Regions from separate parts of the Sus scrofa genome. Here region 1 is linked to region 2. A link is a contact called in public Hi-C data. All regions are on one chromosome and are shown on one strand. The core of a region is the stretch at or near the end of the contact, and the rest is flanking DNA. Distances in the headings are between cores, read along the strand shown. Region 1 overlaps LOC102160511 (a long non-coding RNA gene). Region 2 overlaps LOC110256538 (a long non-coding RNA gene).

Evidence for each region. A called contact is a pair of places that touch in the nucleus more often than the background predicts.
Region 1: a Hi-C map of retroperitoneal adipose tissue shows a contact between it and region 2, with 2.3 times the contacts expected there. The contact joins two enhancer-like sites. A contact is called at or near these places in 1 of 5 promoter capture datasets (liver), 11 of 47 Hi-C or Micro-C datasets (embryonic fibroblasts, heart right ventricle, liver and 4 more) and 1 of 2 datasets of contacts at active chromatin or transcription factors (skeletal muscle).

What each region holds. Positions count from the first base shown.
Region 1 is chr1:273,622,544-273,629,211 of Sscrofa11.1, forward strand. LOC102160511 (a long non-coding RNA gene) reads right to left here. Exons shown (of 3, transcript XR_002338168.1): 1 at 4,281-6,668; 2 at 3,596-3,674; 3 at 1-3,458. Among named protein-coding and RNA genes, the nearest start is that of WDR5, 66 kb to the left of the region's middle. Within about 2 kb of position 4,613, at least 33 of the 83 cell types and tissues checked have an H3K27ac peak or open chromatin away from gene starts, as enhancers often do. A contact at or near this core is called in retroperitoneal adipose tissue, where this site is marked.
Region 2 is chr1:273,581,857-273,588,503 of Sscrofa11.1, forward strand. It overlaps LOC110256538 (a long non-coding RNA gene), which reads left to right. Exons shown (of 2, transcript XR_002338167.1): 2 at 390-971. Among named protein-coding and RNA genes, the nearest start is that of WDR5, 25 kb to the left of the region's middle. Within about 2 kb of position 4,190, at least 6 of the 83 cell types and tissues checked have an H3K27ac peak or open chromatin away from gene starts, as enhancers often do. A contact at or near this core is called in retroperitoneal adipose tissue, where this site is marked.

The sequences.
Region 1 (6,668 bases), core at 3,363-5,862, 41 kb after region 2:
CCTGGAATTCAGAGGCCCGTGGCCTCCTCGCCCGCCTGGAGATAGGGCCTCGGATCCGCTCCACCAGACGGCTCCTGTGTGGCCTCGCTGGGAGTCCTGGAGTCCCTCCACCCAGGAACACTTCCAGGGGTCAGAGGGCTCTCAGCCTCCCAGTCTCAGCTGGGGTGGGAAAGGGAAGGGTCTGGACTGCAGGCCCCTGGGATCCTGACCCAACCCTGCCACCAACTGAAGGAGGGCTGGTGCAGTCATTGTCCCTCCAGGGGCCTTGAGAAGGAGGCAGGACCCCCCACCTTGAGCCCTGGGTCTTTCTCTGCTCTAAATCTCTGGGGCTCTGGCTAAAGGGTGTCCCCTAGGAGTTCCGTGTAAACAGTGATGCGTTTGCAAGAAAAATCCACCAGGCAACCCACGTATCAACCATTTCCACTCTAGCATGAATCAGCTTTTCAGACCAGCTTGGGTGCAGAGCTGGGAGGGGACAGGTGCTGGGCATGGCCATGGTGATGAGGGGTGTGGGGCAGACTGGGAGGGACCTCAGGGTGAACCTGAGAGTCCTGAGGGTCCCTGGGAATAAGGCCTGGGAGGAGCGGGAGGTACCATCTCAGTTTGAGGAGTGAGTTGGGAACGAGAGGCCGACACTGGGAACGGAAGCCTGTGAGTGATGAGAACTTTCCTTCTGGGTAATGGGGAGCCAAGGAGGGCTGTTCAGGGAGGGTGTGGCAAGCTAGGACCCATGTTTGGGGAAGTTGACGCCGGCGGACAGCGTGTGGCAGCTGTAGGTGGAAGAGACAGAGCAGGCCCTGAACTCTTAGAGTCCGCTGAACCCAGTGAGAAACGCCCACCGATGAGGAGGGTGGATGCTGGACTCTCCCTGCCCTTTAGCCAAGGTGGCAGCTTGTCTTGGTGGCTCTGCCACACGGGGCTGCCCCAAACCTCAAGGACCCCACCCCCTGCCCACAGAAGATAAAGTTCTCTGCTCTGTTGGGGGTGGGGAAGACGTCGGGCTGCCCCAGGGCTTCTAGAAGCTTCTCCAGGAATACCAGTTCTGTGAGATGTTAATGGGGTCCCAGGGAGAAGGCTCTAGGGTAAGGAGGTCTCGAGAGCCCAGGTTCGGGTCAAACCCCATCTTCACTGCAGGGGGTTGAGCCTTTAGTCAGCAGCAGGCCCCACCACCCCTGAGCCGAGCAGGTCTGGTCCTCAAACATGAGTGACCCTGGGACCCCATGTGGTTGCGCCTTGCGGAGCCCCCTGCGGCAAGGCTGGCAATGCCCTCCTTGAACTCCTGGGGGTGGAGGGTGGGCATGCCAGGTGTCAGCCGGAAGGAAAGGCCTGGAGCTGCTGGGCTGGAGGCTTCTCCCCCCACCGCCTTCTGGCCGCCCCATTGCTGGGATGTCGTGTCCCTAGGGGGCCCTCCTCTGCCCCCCATCACTCAGCTCTGCATCGCCCCCTCTCCCCGCAGCAGCCCATCCCCCGGGGGCCTTTCTCATAGGCGTTTCCTCAGGGATCTGGCGCCGCAGCGTTAACTTAAGTAGGGCCTGGTGTGGAGGCCCAGTGCCCCCAGGCCCGGCTCTGGACCCCATAAGGCAAGAGCTTTGCTGGGGGTCCCAAGGTGCGCAGAGGGGCCTTCCGAGGCGGGGGTGTTGTTGGCGGAGCCGCACTGACACCGGGCTCCCACCCTGTCGGCTGAGGGATGGGCTGAATTGGGGGGTCCCTGCCACGGAGATGCCCCCTGCCCGGGACCCTGCGCCTTCCTCTGCGGGAAGACCCTGTCCAGCTGGGCCCCTCCTGCTTTCCCGGGAGGGAGGAGGCAGGGGACGGAGGGCCCGCTGCACCCTCCCCCAGCCATTACCTCTGTGGGTGCGCCTCTTCCACGCCCCTTCCGCCTGCTTTGGGGTCTTGCCCACCGCGCCCCCCAACCCTGCCCCCGCCGTCTCTCTGCCTTCTTCCCTTCCCAGGCCGGGTCTGAGAACCGAGCCTTTGAGACCCAGGCGTTCGGCCTCGGGCAGGAGCGGACCTTGGGCCCAAGGCTCCATCCCTCTGTCCATCCACTGACCGTGTGCTCTTGGACATGTTGGGTGACTTTTCACGGCCTCATCTGTCGTAGTCGTGGGGCCCAGCCCCTGGGAATGGGGACGGGCACATGAGGCAGTGTGCGCCTGGCATCTGTGTCCTTAAGGGCAGAGACAGTCGGGGCTGTGTGGGCCCTGAGGGGACACCCGGCCTGGCCTCCAGGAGGGAGCGGGAGGAGGGCCACGGTGGCTCAAGGATTGGTCCCTGGTCCTCACCCTGGGTTTCGCCCCTTGTTGCTCTGGCTGGGACAGTACTGGGTGCCCTGGCCACTTTCCCGGAAAGGGGGAGGGCACACTGGGCGTAGGCAGACCCCTCGGGCCAGGACCGGCGCTGGACATCCGAGAGGGTGTTCTGAACGCGTGGCCCAATGCCCACAGTAGGCAGGGGACCCAGCCCTGGGGGCGGCGCAGGGTGTGTCCCCCTCCTACTCTTTGCTGCCCTAGCTGTCCTGGCGGGGCGGCTGGAACAGAACCCCAGGTGTCCCCCACTCTCCCTGGCACTTTAGAAAGTGGATTCATTTGGCCTGTGGTTTCTGAGTGGTTTGGCCCACAGGTACCCAGAGGCTCCGCTGCCAGGGATCCCCCCGCCATCAGCCGCCGGGAGCCCGAGGGGTGGACGGCCTGGCAGTGCAGGCATTGGCTGGCAGCTGCTGCCCCCACGCCCCCGCAGCCCCTCCCAGCTGCCCGGTTTCCCAAATGGGCCTCCTGGCGGGGCGCCTCCTGCAGCGGCCAAGCAGGAGCACTCCTCTGCCTCCCGGGCCGCCCTGCGGTTTGGGCAGGAATTCAGGGAATTGGCCGTTTCTGGCTCCCTAGCTGAGGACACAGTGGCTCCTGGGGGTGAGCTCCGAGCCTCAGGAGGTGCGCACAACACTTGGAGAGGAGTGGCCGGTGGGAGGGCAGCCCCAACTGGGCGTCGGGCCTGGGGGCACCAGCCAGCCTCTCGGCGGTGGGGGGTGCGCAGAGCCGTGGGGCCAGAAAACAGTGGACACTGTGACCTTAGAGGGACATTCCCTCTCTGGTGTCAGCTTGCTCTTGCCTCTCCTTGGTTTATTTACGTAGTCGACAGGCGTTAATTGAGCACCAACTGTGTGCTTAATTAATTGAGCACCTACTGTGTACCGGCTGCTGTTCTAGCTGGTTCTCCAGGCTGCCTCGCCTTCACCCTGGCTCCCCCCATCCTTCCGGCCTCAGGCACAGTCTCCTCCAGAAGCCTTCACTGTCCACCTGACGCCCCGGGCCTGCCCGACGCCCCACCAAGGTCCTGCGGCCACCGTGTGTCTTTCCCGCATTGTGGCGCCTCCTGATGGCCCTGTTCCAGGGCGAGCCAGCCTGGGCAGTGTGTTTCTCCAGCGGCCGGCCCTGCGTCGGGCTGCCTGCCAGGTCTCAAGGCTCCTGAGTGAGGAGAGGGAGGGATGGTGGGCTGGGGGGTGGGATCGTGGGGGGCGGGGATCCCAGGAGGAGGTGACGCCATCTGCCTCGTCCCCGGGGTGAGGCTGAAGGTTCAAGGCAGTCAGAGAACAGGGCCTGACCTGACCGTGCTCCTTCCGCCCGCACGACTTCCTGGGGAGAGGCGCTCATCTGCCCATTTTCCCGAGGAGGAAACTGAGTCTGGGGTGGACAGAGCGTGGAGTGGTGAGCTGGGCTAGATCCTCTGGCGTCTGAGGGCGCGGCTCCCCCAGCGCCTCCCCAGCCCCACGGGAGCGCCTATGCCCTCGGCATCATCACTGCGGCGTGAAACCCTCCTGGATGAGCTGGGAGGCCTTCCCGCCAGGCCCACCTTGGCTGCGGCGCCTGCCCACGTCTCACCTTCAGATGCCGGGTCTTAATTAGCTCCCAGGGGAGCGGGGCTCCCTTCCAGGGGTGGGGCTCACCTGTGTCTCCCAGCTGGGGGAGCGGCTGTGTTCCACACGCGTGCGCTCTGTGTGTGCAGACACACCTGCCCCAGGCACACGCACAGACACGGGGGCACGCCCACGCACGCAAAAACACCCTCGGGCCCTTCCACCCTCTGTGTTGCTCCCGGGAGGTGCGTACCTACACAGACCCTTGCTGGGAGGCAGACGTGCAGCCCCCACATCTGCGCACGCGGGCCGGGCCCCGAGCCCAGGCCCCGAGCCCAGACCCAGCCGGAGCCGGGCAGCGGCTGCCTGGATGCCCTCCTCCCGCCCACGCTCCCCCACCCCCTGCAGCTGGCCCGCCTTTTGCAATTCTTACATTTATTTCACAGTCATTTACATCGGCAGAGGCTTTCAAAACACTTCAGGCTTGTTTACTGAGCTGAGCAAGGACACTTTGTCTCCTTTCCAACTCAGCCTTCCAGAAGGATCAGGAACGTGCCGTCTCTGCGCTGGGCCAGCTGTGCGCTGTGCCAGCAGCGGCCCCCGGCCTTCTTAAAGGGCCAGCTGGGCTCCGCCTCCTGTGGGACGTGTGCCCTTGAACCTGGGCCGCCCGCACCCCCGGGCTGGGTCCCCAGGGAACACTGTGCCTGGGAACCAGCACGGGGGTGACGTGAAGCCACCCCCTCAGTCTCCGCGGGCCATTGTGCTGCTGACGGAACAGGCCCTGTTTTATCATGACTGCCTTGTAAGCTAGGCGGGCGGAGGGACCCGAGTCTGGGGACTGCGCCCCCCGCTCAGCTGCTCCCTGACACAGGGTTGGAGCTATGGGGACAGGGGGGGTTTCTTTTCCGTCCCCTCTGGAGGCCAATGCCGGCTGCCTCCCCCAGAGACAGTGCTTCCCCACCGGCAGGGGCCAGGTGACCCCTCGGTCCCCAGGACCTGCCCCACAGATGGCCACAGAGGGGGTACTGGAGCCCAAAGGGGACAGCTGCTTAAACCTGGGTTCTGGGGGTCCTGGTTTGAGAGAAAAGCAGAGCTGTCCTGTGGGGGGACGGGCAGGCCCTCTGGGGACCGTTCCCCACCCGGCTCTTGGTCGTTTGGAGCCTGACCTTGGTCCTGGCCTCTTCCTGGAGACCCTTCCTCTGCCCACTGCCACGGCCTCCAGCCCCTCCGGTTTCTAGCCTTTGCAACAACCTCCCACGGACATCCAGCAAGCCTCGTCGGCAAGGGCGCTGGGCACTCCCTGTCCTCTCCCTTCACCCCTCCTTTCCCCCAGGCCTGCATCCTTAGGACCTACTGCCCGCTGAGCCCACGCGTGGCCTGTTTGGACATCAGCCTTGGTGGAGACAGCGCCACTGCTGCAAGCTTCAGCAGAGCAAGTTCAAGGTCTGAGGGCCCAGGTCCAAGGAGGTTTGCCAGGGACTCATGCATATCAAAGAAGACAGACAGGGGATGGGCCAGCACAGCCGACCCCAGAGGGCAGGGCTGGGTGGAGAAGCAAGCAGAGGCGGTGCGGTGCGCCCTGAATGCGGTGCTGAGCCTCCGGGCAGCCAGAGTGAAAAGGAAACGTGGCGGAAGAGGAGGGTGCTCTGGTTCGAGAGAGAAACTTTTGATGACTTTGTTATTGGAGGCCTGATGCCCCAGCCTGGAGAGGCAGGTGCTCTGAGGGATGCCGCCCGCAGGCCTGAGGCTCTGGCCTAAAGCAGCAGGGAGAGGGGCGCTGAGGGCCCAAGTCTGAGGGTTTGCCTCTCAGCAGGGAGGTGCCTGGAACCAAGTCTCAGCCCCACGATGAGGGCGAAGGTGCATCTCCAGGCCGAGCGAGGGTGGGGCATGGGACCCTTGCATCTGCAGGGCCTGGGTGTGCGGAGGCCCCGGTTTCCTGGGGTGTGAAATGGGATGGAGGCTTGGGCTGCGGGGGTTAAAGGGGGTTCAGAGGCCGAGGCTGGAAGCCGTGGGGGGCCACCTGCTGATGTCAACATACGTGAGTGAACAGCCGATGCCACCCTGATGGCATCTGCGGTGGCCCTGGGGCCTCAGGGAATCCTTCAGAGTAAGGAGAGTTCTGGAGCCCTGGCAGGTGGGAGTGCAAACCTGCCACGGATGAGAGGCTGCCACCCCTCACTGTCGAGCCCCCCCCGTCCCTTCACCCCCGGCCCTGTCCCTCCAGGTGGGCGACCCAGGCCCCTGGGGCTGGCGGGGCCCTGGGTGCTGGTGGCCCTTGTTCCCAGTGTCTGGGGACGAGTCCTCATGCATCCCAGGGACTTCCGTGCCAGCCCTGGGGGACCTTCTGGGGGAGCCCAGCTCCCTGCTCCTGGGCTGTAACTCTCCTCTCTGAGGCCTCTCCCCGACCCCCGCTGCCCTCACTGGAAACTGGGGAGTTGGGCTTGGGGGGGGTGGGTGGGTCAGGAGTGTGCCTGGCACCCTGAGTGGCGGGGGCTGTGGTTCTGGGTCAGACCTGTCTCTGGGCTTCCCGCCCTTTTCCTGCCTGCTCAGCACCCTTGGGCCCTGGCTCCTTCCCTGGTCCCCCGGCACCCTCCCTCCTTCTCTTCTCCTCCGTTGCCCACTTCCCTGGTGCTGTGGAAGCACCCCCACCCCAGCCTGTACACAGTTGCTGGACCTGTGACCCAGCCTGAAAGCGGGGTGCCCGTCTCAGCCAGGCCTGGGGAGCCGATGTGTTTGCCAGCTGGCTTCGGGCTCGCCCTGCCCGAGGGGGGTGTTGGGGGGGCACCCAGGAGGTTCGAGGGGCATCCGCTCTGGGCAATGC
Region 2 (6,647 bases), core at 2,940-5,439:
CTCAGGACAGCGGGCAGCTCCAAGGGCATCTGCCTGTCTCAGTCACTGCCCTGTCCACCTGCGTAGGCCGTCCCAGTGGCCGAGTCTCCGTAGCCCCAGACCTTCCCGGCTGGGACTCCTCCCTAGGGACCAGCTCCTACGGGCCCTGCCCTTGCCCCCTGCCTGGCACGCTCAGTGTGTGTCAAGGCCCTGCTGGCCCTGCACTAAGGCCCTGCCATTACACTCGCATCCCCTCGTGGAAGGGCCGTCACAACCTACTTGATAGCTGAAGACACAGGCCAAAGTGGTTGTGTGGACACCACACCTCCGATGGGGCAGCAAAGGGGTTAGAGCCGGGCTGTGGGGTGAGGGTCAAGGGTCTGCTTATGCTGGATGGTTCTGCTCCACAGCCGGCGCTTCTGCACAACCGCCCTGCCTTGGACCACCTGGGACCCTCTGGGTGCGTGGGGAACTCCGTTCAAATAGTGTGGGGGGCCCTGATGTCACCTCCTGATCGTCGCTAGGCCAGGTGGGACTTGTCTCTTGAGTCTGCAAACTCCTGGCCCCACCGGCTTGAAGCAAAGGGGCAGCTGGCTTCTCAGGAGCCCCGGATGAGGCCTCTCAAGCTTCAGGGTGACTTCAGACCATCTGGTGTCAACATGCAGATTCCTGGGTGGAGTCTGCATCTGGGGTCTGTAGTCAGGCCTAGGGATCCGCACTCATGAAGCCTTGTGGCCGCGCTGTCTGGACATCCTGTCTTTGCTGTGGGTGGAGAGCGGCTGACTCTACCTCTCCCAGGGGGCTTGGCCGTAGGACACGGGTGTGGGAAGGATTTGCAGGATGAGGGGCAGGCTGCCTTGGGGGCGGGGGGTGCAGCTACCATGTCTCCCCAGGGTTGACAGGACCAGGCGCAAGGACCCGGGAGGCAGCAGACAAATTGGAACCCCAGATAAATGAAGAGCTCCGGTACAGTAAATGTCTCAAGTATTTTATGGGATGTGCTTATTCTGAGACACATTCGTCATTTCTCCCAGACTGTCCTGGATTTCCGTTTGCTGAATTTGGCAACCCCGGGAATGGGGAAGAGGACTCCCGCCTTCTGCCCAGGAAGCAGCACCTGCCAAAGCGTCCTCCGGGGTCCCCTTGTGGGCAAAAAGGGAGTGGGCTTGTTTAGCAAACAGTTTCAGTGTTGAACAAAGCCGAGGAGTCTTTCCCCAACCCCTTTTTAAAGAAAAGCCTGCTGGGGGGCCGTGGAGTTTGTGGAAAATGAGGCCTGGGGGCCGGGGGCAAGTCCTTTAGTCCTTTCGTCATCCGTCTTGGCTCCTGGGTGGGGTGCAGGTTCCTCCCTGCGGGAGGGAGAAGGGAGGGCCCAGGGGAGGGAAGGAAGCAGAGGAAGAGGAGGCAGAAGGGCCCTGTCCTTGGCCACACCGGGGCACCCCCTGGGCACAGCTTTGTTGGTTCCGCAAACCCAGGCCCACTCCCGTCCAGCAGTCCCTCGGTCTGCTTTGGCCCCGGGAAGCACCCAGCAAGCGCCGTGTGGGTGACTTCGGGCGGTGATCCGATTGCTCGGAGCAGAATAATCTTCCTTAATAATAGTCAGTGCGCTTATCTGCAGGCACAGGTGGCTTTGGAGAGCTTGATTTTTCCTCTGGGGAAGTTGGCACCTGATGGGGAGAGATGCTGGCATCAGGAGGGTGTCTGAGGCCGGTTTGGGCCCCCAGCATGGCCGTCTCCCTGTCCCAGGAAGCCGTCTGTGGGGCAGGCCTGGCTCCATCAGCTGTTACCGCTTGGGGTTCTTGGCCCCTGCAGGGAAGGGCAGAGCCAGAGGTGGGGGCTCCATGGAAACGCTCTTCCCAACCCCAGCCCCATCCTGCCGAGCGAGGGGTGTCGGGCCACAAGAGCCAAATCCGGATGCAGGGCTTGTATGAGGACACAGCTCACTGGCAGGGCCTGGGGGTACATGAGTGGGGATGGTGGCGGCTGTGCGGGAGCCTGGCCCCTGCCCCGCTTACCTTCAGCGCACAGGCCTCTGCCTGCTGCCTGGCTGGCCCCCAAGGCCTTTCCAGTTTCGGCTGGGAGGCGGAAGCTGTGACATTCCCAGGAACGGCGACAAGCCCCGAGGACTTGTTGCCTTTTGGAACGGAAGGCCTTGGTGACCCTGGAACCTCCAGGGGCTGTCACGAGACTTCCACAGTGGCCGCTGGGTCTCAGGGGGTCAGCCTTAGGCCACGGCTAAGAGCCATCGCACCACACGGGGGCCTTTGGAATCGGCCACCTGAGATGTCCCTGGCCACAGGCTCTTGTTCCGCTGGCCTTGGCATGGCCTATGGGTCGCCCTCCGGGCTGTGGGTTCCTGCCCCTTGCTTGTCTTTGCTCTCCTCGAAGAGGGGCGCCCCAGGCTTGGGCGTCCTGTGCTGCCAGGCAGCCCTTGGTGGGTGGGGAACTGGGCCCTGTCCTCCACCAGGGGGCGGGCTTGCACCTCTCAGGGTCCCCCGGCTGCTGATGAGCTGCTGATGGAGCCGCTGGGGAAGGGCCCGCACCTCCCCTCTAAAGCTCAGCTCAGCCCCGCACGCACAGCCGGCCTTCCTCGCTCAGTCTGGCTCTCTGCGGCCTTGGGAATGAGCCCAGGTTCCTCCCCGCTGGGGCTGGGGCTCAGGGCACCGCTCGCAGGGAGGGCTCTGTGGGGGTGGCTTCAAGGTCCCATTTTCCACGTGGAGAAACCGGGGCTCCGGGCGTTTCCAGGATGCCTGAACGGGGTGCCCCCAGAGCAGCACACACAGTGGGGTCTGGAGCCCAGGCTCCTGGGCCCCGATGGCACAGGAGACTCAGAGGTGCTGCGGGCTGCGTGGGGAAGCATCGGACCTGTGGGGTGCCTGACAGGTGCCCGGCGCCGAAAATCTCTATCGAGGTGTAGCCTGGACACTTTCTAGTGCTGGTTCTTTCAAAAGTCCATCTTTTCTCATTACAGAACACCTATTCTATGCATGTGCATTTAAAACCACACAGGAGGAGTTCCTGTCATGGCTCAGCAGAAACGAACCCAACTCGTATCTGTGAGGACGCGGGTTCGATCCCTGGTCTCGCTCAGCGGGTTGAGGATCCTGTGTTGCCGTGAGCTGTGTAGGTCACAGACAAGGTTGGATCCCGTGTTGCTGGGGCTGTGGTGCAGGCCAGCAGCTGCAGCTCTGATTCGACCCCTTGCCTGGGAACCTCCCTGTGCTGCAGGTGCAGCCCTAAAAAGACAAAAACAAAAAACGAAAAACACAAAACCCACACAGGAGCAAAATAACCCTCCTCTTACCAACCAGCCATTTCCGTGGGCACATTTTTTGCATTTTTGCCCGTTTCCCATGGTAAGACAGCTTTGAGATGACCTCGAGGCACCAGCGCCCTGGGCAGGATCAGCAGTCTTTTTTTTTTCTTTTTCTTTTTTCCTTTTTCCTTCCGTTTCAGCATCTCTCACAATTCTTCCTGGCACCAGAGGACTCTGTCTAGAGGTTTGCTTTCAGGGGAGGGTGGACCGGGTCTGGAGAGGGTGCCTCACTTTCCAGACTTTTCTCTGTGCATTAATGGGCCCAGGTGACCCCGCCCGCCTCCTCCGGTGTTTCCGAGGATGGGGCCTGTTGCTCTGCCCAGGTACAGACTTGGTGCTGTTTCATTGGCTATGAAACGTTGATGGTGGGGAAGGGACAGCTGGAAAAATGTGCTCTCTGAGACCTGCTTTTTCCTCTGCAGTGTCTGCGGAGCCTTCGGGCAGGGTGGCAATGTCCCCTGTGCCGTTGCTCCGGGGGACACCCTCAGGCCGCTCGGCCAAGCCTGCGGGGAGGGCGCTGACGCTCCAGGGGTGAGGCCTCTCCTCAGGGGTTGCTATTAATAAGGTGACCGCTGACCCCCGGACGTGCGGAGGCAGGAGGGGACCGCACGTTCCCAGGGTTGCCGTTTGGCCGGAGGTCTTTCTTGCGTGACCGGCCGGCCGGCCTCCAGGGTGCTTTGGTTCGGTCCTGGCCCCCATGGCCCCAGTGGACAGGAAGCGCCTCGTGGACCAAGCGCGGGGCTGCCCTTCCTCTGGGATAAAAATATCCCGAGACCAGCTCCCTGCAAGCATCCCGAGGCCCTTGGGGCCGGTTGGGCGGGGGGCAGCCTCAGGGCTGGGGGACCAGGCGGGATGCAGACACAGGGCTTCCTCCGTCTCTCTCTTAGGTTCTTGCTCTTCCTTGTCCTGCCTCTCCGTGGCCAGGATTGCATACATCAACTCAACGCTCTGTCCCTTTGCTGACAGGCTAGACTTGCTGCTCGCCCCTCATGGCTCTTTATTTTCATCCTGAAACTTAGATGCCATATTTAAGGTTCCTAGCAGCCGGCCCACCTCCACTCCAGAAGTTTCTTGGGCCGCTCGGCTGCCTGGCTCTGCTCACAGACTCCAGAGGCAGCCTCGCTCCTGCAGCCGATTGTGGACAGAAGAGGGAGGGCGTCCACCTTCCAGGCGTCCTGCCCGTGGCTGGAGAGACAGGGAGGACGGGATGGGGCCATAAATGCCTGTCCCTGTGCCCGCCCAGGCCTGGGTTGCAGGAGTGTGAGATGCCTGTTTAAACCAGTCACTGCCTCGCACCTTGTCTGGGCCCCTGTGCTGGGTGCTCGGCCCCCGGCTCCTCACAGGGCCACGGTCAGCCCTGCAGCCCCCGTCCCAGCCCAGCCTGCCTGCGTGGCGTCCACCCCCATGGCCCCTGGCTGGGCATCTGGGCTCCTCCCGAACGGCTGCCGGGCTGTGACCCCTGGGTCGTGGGCTCTCATCCTTCCGGTTGGAATCCGGAAAACACTCCTGCCAGAGGACAAAGCAAGCGCTTCCAGCACCGTGGAAAGGACGGTCGCCCTGCCCCTCAGCCGGCCCACGCAGCCCTGGAACAGCGTGTCGGGGTCCTGAGCCCGGTCCGGGGAGGGAGTGCAGCCCTCCTGGTTCTTGGTCCTGATGGGTCCAGTTTGGCAGGGGTGGTAGGGACTCAAGGTGATGGAACAGTCACAGAGCCTCCACGTGGGGCATCGAAACGCCTCCTTCCACGCGAGGCGGGGAAGAGTCTGGTTTAGAAAACGCTGCCCGACAGGCTGCCCGGGGAGGGGGTGGGCGGCCCGGGCTCTCGGCCCCTCTCCCAGTAGGGCCGAAAAGCTGCCCCAGCCTCCGAGGGCAGGTTGCAACCAGGTGCTCCACCCAGGACTCCTGCCGCGGGGACCTGGGGGTGGCTTTCTCGAGGGACAGGGGAGGAATCTGAGGTTCAGAGAGGACCCCGGCCAGAAGGGAATGGAGAGGGATTTGAGGCCGCTCCAGGGAGGTGTAAAGCCCAGGCCGCCCGGTCTCTAGCGGGGAACCAGACTTCTGCCAAGAGCCAAACCCCTCATGGCCGGACACTTGGGGAAGTTCCGCCTACGGTTCCCTCCAAGGGCCAGAGTGGAGCCTCAAGGCTCTGCGAAGTCCCAAGAGAAAGAGTTCTGCTCCCCAGCCCTTCCCGTCACTGTGGAGCAGCGCCGACAGCACCCCAGGGACCCGGGGCTCCTCAGACCCCAGGCTTGAGAAGCGCTGCCCTGTGGAGGCGGTGGAGGCACGGGCTCTGGGTGGTGAGAAGGTTGCCTGGTTTCTCCTGCCTGTGCGCCTCCTCCCTGGGCAGGCCGGCAAGGTGGGCATCGTGCTGGGGCCACCCCACGGTGCCTGGACACCTGGCCCCACTCTGGAGGAGCCTCAGGGCCCGGGGCCGAGGCCGTCCGCTCCCTGCCTTTCTTCTCCACTGTGGATGAGCCGGAAGCGGTGCTCAGCTCGCCAGGCTGCTGGGAGACATGGGGGACTCCGCCCAGCAGCGGCTGTGGAGGCCCTCATTCCGGGCACCAGGGCTTCCTGAAGTCCTACTGTGTGTCCTGCCTGCCCCGGCCCTGGCCCCGGCAAGAAGACATCCCCAAAGGCCCACGGCCACCCTCTTGGAGCTTCGGGCCTGGCAGGGGGCTGGCAGTGAGCGGCTGCTTCCTGGATTGCGTTCCTGAATGTTCCAGGGGCTGAGGAAACTCATCGGGGGGGTGGGCAGGGACAGACAAGGCTGGGAGCTGCAGGCAGAGTTTATTGGGAAAGAAGCAGTGGGGCCAGGCATGGACTTCAAGGTCCCAGGCTTGGGGGGCACCTGGGGGACACCCTGGGGGGGTTGGGCATCTCGGTGAGGGAGGTGGGGGCATCGCTGCCCCACTCCGGTCATCTCCTTGCCCTGAGCTGGTGTGGGGGCAGCTCTGGGCCGGCTCGGGCCTCCCCAGCACCACGAGGGAGGGGTGATCTGGTTCGGTGAGGAAGCTCGGGGTGGGCGACGGCAGAGTGGGGGTGGGGGGTCACCTTTGGGTCACGTGCCCTAACCTGGCTTTTGGTGAACAGCAAGGGGCTGGCGTGACTGAGAGGGTCCCCTGGGGGAGGGGGAGGGGGAGGGGGTAGAGGTCGGGGGAGGCCTGGATGCGGCTGGCGGTCTGGCCTGGCTCCTTCTGGACCCCCCCCCCAAGCATCCTGCCCTGACTCCGTGACCCTGCTGTTGCCTCCAGCAGCCTCTGCTATTTCCGGCTCCTCAGCCTCGACCCCATCACGTCCCTGGCTCCCTGCGGCCCCAGCCGCCCGCAGAGCAGAGGGCAGGAGAGCCGCACGGGGCCTG